2 separate regions of the Zea mays genome follow, and region 2 is linked to region 1. The links are chromatin contacts, called in public Hi-C maps. All regions are on one chromosome and are shown on one strand. Each heading gives the region's core, a stretch centred on a gene start, on an enhancer-like site or on the middle of the called end of the contact. The rest is flanking DNA. Distances are from core to core; before and after follow the strand shown. Region 1 holds the start of LOC103652818 (receptor-like protein kinase HSL1). Region 2 holds the start of LOC103652819 (leucine-rich repeat receptor-like serine/threonine-protein kinase BAM1).

What was found. Hi-C and Micro-C count contacts between places; a contact is called where the count stands out from the background.
Region 2: a contact with region 1 is called in a Hi-C map of bundle sheath, with 3 times the contacts expected there. The contact joins the promoter of LOC103652819 here to the promoter of LOC103652818 in region 1. A contact is called at or near these places in 9 of 25 Hi-C or Micro-C datasets (bundle sheath, ear, leaf and 3 more).

What each region holds. Positions count from the first base shown.
Region 1 is chr4:11,083,187-11,086,112 of Zm-B73-REFERENCE-NAM-5.0, reverse strand. LOC103652818 (receptor-like protein kinase HSL1) reads left to right here and starts at 1,412. Exons shown (of 3, transcript NM_001301596.1): 1 at 1,412-1,789.
Region 2 is chr4:11,267,462-11,270,387 of Zm-B73-REFERENCE-NAM-5.0, reverse strand. It overlaps LOC103652819 (leucine-rich repeat receptor-like serine/threonine-protein kinase BAM1), which reads right to left and starts at 1,418. Exons shown (of 2, transcript XM_008679799.4): 1 at 1-1,418. The coding sequence starts at 884.

The DNA.
Region 1 (2,926 bases), core at 163-2,662:
ATACTCAACCATCTAGGAGGATGGGGTTCCATAAATCCACCAATTAACATTGTATGAAGATGGACCTTAGAGGCAACATCTCCAATGAGGAAAACTGATTAAAGTCGCTGATGTTGCATGCCTCAAACCCGAGGCAAGTTTTTCACGGGTTTCACCTAGAGATTAGCGGATAGGAAGGTCGTGACGTTTCATGGCAATGCCTCCAAGAAAGGGAAACTACACCCAAAGGTGTTACCGTCGCTAAGACTGGTAGGGTCATCGATAAAGCTTTGTACTAGAAACTCCACTTCACCCTCACCTATCCACATAGGAATAGTAAGATAAATAATTAAACAGTCAAGAAAGTAGCTTTTAAGTATAAGCAAGAAAATATGAGATTAAGGAGAAGAATATTAGGTTGGCTTTATCTAGTTAGGTCAAAGGACCGAACTAGACTCTATCTCTAGCATCTTTATGGGTGGCATAATAACCTTATGGTTGCACCCCTATCACACCGCGTATAAAAAAATAGTGAGAGACCAGCACACGATCCAATGTTCATTGTTGCAGCTTCCCTCCCATACATTGTTCGTGAGATCCGATCTATCTCATGTACGGTCATCGAAGAAACAAAAATGGTCATCGCCTGCACCCTGCCTCGTCGTCATTGTGTGGAGGTGCTCTAATGGCATCATCGTTCAACCCTATATGCTACTAGTTCTAAAACTTGCAGTAGAAAGTTGGTGTACAAGGTCCAAATTGCCCACCTAGCCACAAACTGCCGTCCGCGCTAGTCATTTAGGGCATGTTTGGTTCGCTGTCTAATTTGCCACATTTTACCACACTTTTGTGTCTAAGATTAGTTTTTCAATTCGAACGACTAATCTCAAACAACAAAGTGTGGTATAGTTAGCCACAAACCAAACAACTCCTTAGTCAATCAACCACTTGAGCGGCACGAGTGCTCTCAGGAAGCATGCAGGCATACCTCGGCCGCCAATGGAACTGAGGGTATACTGTTAGCAGGCATGGGGCACATGCCAAACACCCACAAGGCAGCTAGAAGCCTGGGCTAATCATGCCAAACACCACAAGGCAGTCTGCACCTCAGTTACGGTACAGAGGATCCTGTGGGTCCTCCGTCCCACTGCCAACCCAATCGAAGCCACCAGCGCGGGCAGATGCCACGGCTGAAACGGCAGTCCCGCAAGCAACAGCATCGTCTCGTCTCGTCTCCTGCATTGCATTGCATTGCAGTCCCTTTTGTCCCGCCACCGGCCACCAATTTGATACAGCCTCTTGCCTCTCTCTCTCTCTCTCTCTCTCTCTCTCTCTCTCTCTCTCTCTCTCTCTCTCTCTCTCTCTCTCTCTCTCTCTCTATCTATCTATCTATCTATCTCTCTCTCTATCTCTCTATCTATCTATCTATCTCCATGGCCATGTCTCCGTGTACATATCTCCGTTCCGGTGCACATCCCGCCACCGCCGGACCCGTATACCATCGCTGAATCTTAGCCTCCCACACGAGAGTTAAACACGCAGACAGCTCCTCGTCGATCCCCTGTCAGTTAACCATACCCACGAGCTAAGCCCACACTAAGCTAGCCTTATTAGCCCTGCAATCGCTGCATCCTCTGCTGCTCATATCTATTCGCAAAACCAGCAGCTATTCTTCTCCCTACAACTCTTCCTCGCTCGCTCAATTGGCCGCTCTTCTTCTCCATGCTGCCGCTTGTGGTGCGCGCGATATCGTCCCTCGTTGACGTCGAACTAGGAGGGCTGATCAAGAGCTAGGGAGGGAGGGAGGAAGGTATATAAACCCTCTGTAACTAAGCTCTACTCTTTCTCCGGCCCACTCTATTCTGGTTGATGGCTTTGCATCTTATTAAGGCTTTCGGTTAGCTCTCAATCCACGTGGATTCAGTGAAATTGGTTGGGTTTAAATCTTAAGCAAGTTAAACTTCTTAATTTTTTCCAATCTTATTCAATATATGTATATTGTAAATAACCGAACAAGACCTTGGCAATAGGTTCTGTTGATGCTATTGTCCATATATACATACCAGTGTCTGGTTCCATGGATTGCCTTTCTATCTGGTAGCTTCTACGGTTCTACCTACCTAGTTCTTGCAAGAGATGCTAGCCGATGCGCTTCCTATCCCGCTCTTCGTCGATCGCCACTAGCTAGTGTAGTATTCATTTGTAGTACTATTTCACTTGTGTGTGTTTTGTTTTTTGTTTTGTGAGAGTTGTGTATGCCCTGTGGAAGCTTCCGTTCCAATCATTTCTGGATACACTAGAATAGCTTGGTCTTCCTTTGCACCCACAGGCCACAGTCCAGCGTGTGCGTCTCCCAGCCAGTAGTCCTTTTGCTCCTGCACAAGCAAGCATGTTTCCCTTGTCGGCATGTTGAATACTTGCAACCTCGAATCAAGGAAGCGCCAGGTCTCCTCTGCCATACATATTTTTTTCCCATTTTACTTGGTAAATTGAATTTCTATATATTTCCTTTGTGGGCTTTTAAACTTGAGTGAAGTAATCTGAATTGGAGAAAAAAATATATATACATCTTTCCTCTTTTCAGAGAAAAAAAAGAAGATGAACAAGTATACATGATCGTTGATGAAGGCAATAGCTAATGTTTCTGTACCTAAAACTAATATGAGCTATTTATGGAACCATGTCATCAACAAAGAAATGCCTCAGTAAGAAGGAGGCGAAACCTTTTTTTTCCCTTCTAATTATATGTTAATTAAGACGCAGAGAAACTTGTTTGGTACTGTGTGGTCGCATGATACGAACTGATGATTTGATGACTCCACATGATTTTCTGGGATCTGCCGTTCTAACAGTCCAATATCTCACTCTCAGATAGAGGGAGGGATATATATAGTCAGCTGTTGGAGACTTGGAGTCATGAGTCTAGTTAACTATGCCTGCCAAAACT
Region 2 (2,926 bases), core at 169-2,668, 180 kb before region 1:
AGCGCGGCGAGCGACGTGAGGTTGCCGAGCTCCGGCGGGATGGGCCCAGAGAGCTGGTTGGTGTGGAGGAAGAGCGTGCCGAGGGAGGCGAGCGCGCCGAGCTCCGCCGGGACGCGCCCCGTGAGGCCGCAGTTGGAGGCGTCCAGCACGGTGAGGCTGCGCAGCCGGCCGAGCGCCGGCGGGATGCCGCCGTCGAACACGTTGTAGTAGCCGAGGTAGAGCTCCCGGAGGGTGGTGAGGTTGCCGAGCTCCGGCGGGATGCGCCCCTGCAGGTTGTTGCCGTTGAGGGACAGGTACTCCACCGCGGGCATCGCGCCGTACGCCGCGGGGATCTCGCCGGTGAAGTAGTTGCCGCCGAGGTCCAGGTACCGGAGCCTCGGGAGCGCGGCGACGCCGAGCGGGAGCGGGGCCGAGAAGTTGTTGTCGTAGGCGTCCAGCACCTCGAGGCCGGGCAGCGACGCGAAGTCCCAGCCGTCGTCGAGGCCGCCGCCCAGCTGGTTCCCGGACACGTTGACGTGGCGCAGCGCCGGGAGCGCCGACGCGGCGACGGCGCCCACGATGCCGTTCCCGGCCAGCGAGATGGTCTCGAGCGCGCCGAGCCCCGTCACCCGGGCCGACACGGGCGTGCCGTCCGACACGTTCATGTTGGCGATGTCGACGGCGACCACGCGCCCGGCCGCGCAGCGGACGCCCGCCCACGCGCACACGGACCCGGCATTGGCCACCGACCACGACCGCAGCGCGCCCGGGCGGCAGCTGAGCGCGGCCTTGAGGGCCAGCAGCGCCATCGCGTCGCCGCGCAGGTCGCCGTTCCCATTGGCGTTGGTGGACAGGAGCGCGAAATGCAGGAGCACGAGCAGGAGCAGAGGTGGCGAAGGCCTCATCGGGGGGTGCCTCCAATGTTTCTTTCTTTTTTCTTTCTCCGGGCGCTTGTGAATTGCGGCGGGAGGCTAGTTAGAGGAGTTGAGCTGTCGGCATTGGCGTCGGCGTTGGAGGTTGTTTAGCAAGCAAGCTGGCGAGAGTGAGTGAGAGGAGGAGTAAAGGCATGCGAGAATCTTGAGAAGCTTCACAAGAAGATGGAGTGGAGGCTTGAGAGTGAAGCTGGGAGGTGGAAGATGATAGTGTCAGGAGAGCAATCTAGGGGAATATGTTCGTTCGCTCGCTCGCTGTGGCAACTGCAAGGCAGGGGAGGGGGGGTTGGCTTTTGAGATATATATGGCGTCTGGATGAAGGGTGTCTAGTAGACTACAGAGCAACGTACTACTCTGATCTATCTAGCTAGTGCGTCGCTCTGCTGCTCTGGTTCAATGGTGCTAGTGGTGATCCTCTTGCTCGCTATCTCATCTCCTTTTGCTTTTTCTTTGGGAGGAGACGGAAGCAGCCATGGCAAAGGTGGCAAGTGGCTTGCACTGTGGTAGGGAGTTTCTAGCTTTGAATTCTCCAAGGACATGCATGGTCCCTTCGGCAGGGGGTTGTATTCTGGTTCGTTCAAATCTTTGTGCCATTGGTTTGGAGGGTATTTGGAGGAAAGGCTTTGTTTGAATTATGATGGCATCGTCGCCCGACACGAAAAGAGGAATGCACTCCGGTCTCCATGGCATCAACGTACGTGAGCCGGCCCTATGAGTTTCGGTAATGATTATGGCGCAAACAAAAGAAATGGATCGGGGAGATCTGCACTCCTGGGTTTGTCGCATTGCTACGAGCCTACGAGTTACGCGGCCCGCCGCAGTCACGATGAAACCTTAGCCATGGCACGCACGAATCAAACATCATCTGCGTCCTAAGACACGAGTAAGATGATGGAAGCACCCTATTTTGCATTACCTCACTTCCACCACGTGAAGTTCCACAAAACAAATCAAAAATTTGCAACTTAACTCTTTAATAATTTGTTTTTTTCTATATATATGGACTAACAGATGATAGATCGATGTGAGGGTTGTAAAAGTGTTTCTTTGCATTCCGGATGCAAAGAATTTTTTTTTGGAGGGAAAGAGAGAATGAACTGGGAAAACAAAGAAGAACCAATAAGTAACTTGTGTAAAATTAGTTAGTTGCTCATGTGTCGCTACGATTTTTATATATATCGTATATAATTTTGTTTTGTATAATATAAACTAACATCAGTTGTACTTGTTAGATACGAGTGCTCTCTTTCTAGATACGAGTGCTCTCTTTCTAGAGACCACGATAGATGTGTTAGATACGAGTTGTACTTATTCGAATCCCGATAGATGTGTTTTTTTTATTTCGCTAGCGCATGGGAACACTTTATATTAGTAGAGATGATAGAGGTGGGTAATTTTTATTAATTTTAACAAACTTTATTTAGTGGAGAACTCATCACTAAAATGTTGAATATGTTTATTCGAATCTAGATTTTCGTGCGTCTAAATTACTTGGCTAATTTTTCATGAAGTAAATCTGTTTTTTTGTTGGATCTAGAGCTGCTGTAGTGTGCAAACAGACTCTTAGATTGGTTACTCATGAGGTGAAGCAACAAATCTAAACCCAAAACTAAAAAAAATAATACTCTATCCTTAGCTCACAGAGAAAGAGAGATGCTAAAGTTCAGTGATCTGAATGGGCAGGAAGGTAAGCAAAGGAAAGGACAGGTTCCTCCATATCACCCTGCCATCCCCCCCATAGCCACGACGAAGTGGGAGGCAGGTGCAACTGCAGCCCGATGCCATGGCAAGACGATGCGAGCGCGGCCGGCCGGCTAAAAAGCGGCGTTCAAAGGCTCCGGCTGGCTGGGACACGGGACCCTGGGGAGGGGGGCCAAAAGAAAAGAAAGCAAAGGGAGGTGAGATAGACAAAGCGGCCGATGGTGCTGGTGCCGGGGTGCGCCGCGCTTGACCTCCATCCAGTTCGGCAAAGCGATGACGCGAACGGGCGCGGCCGGGCCAGCGGCAGCACGCCA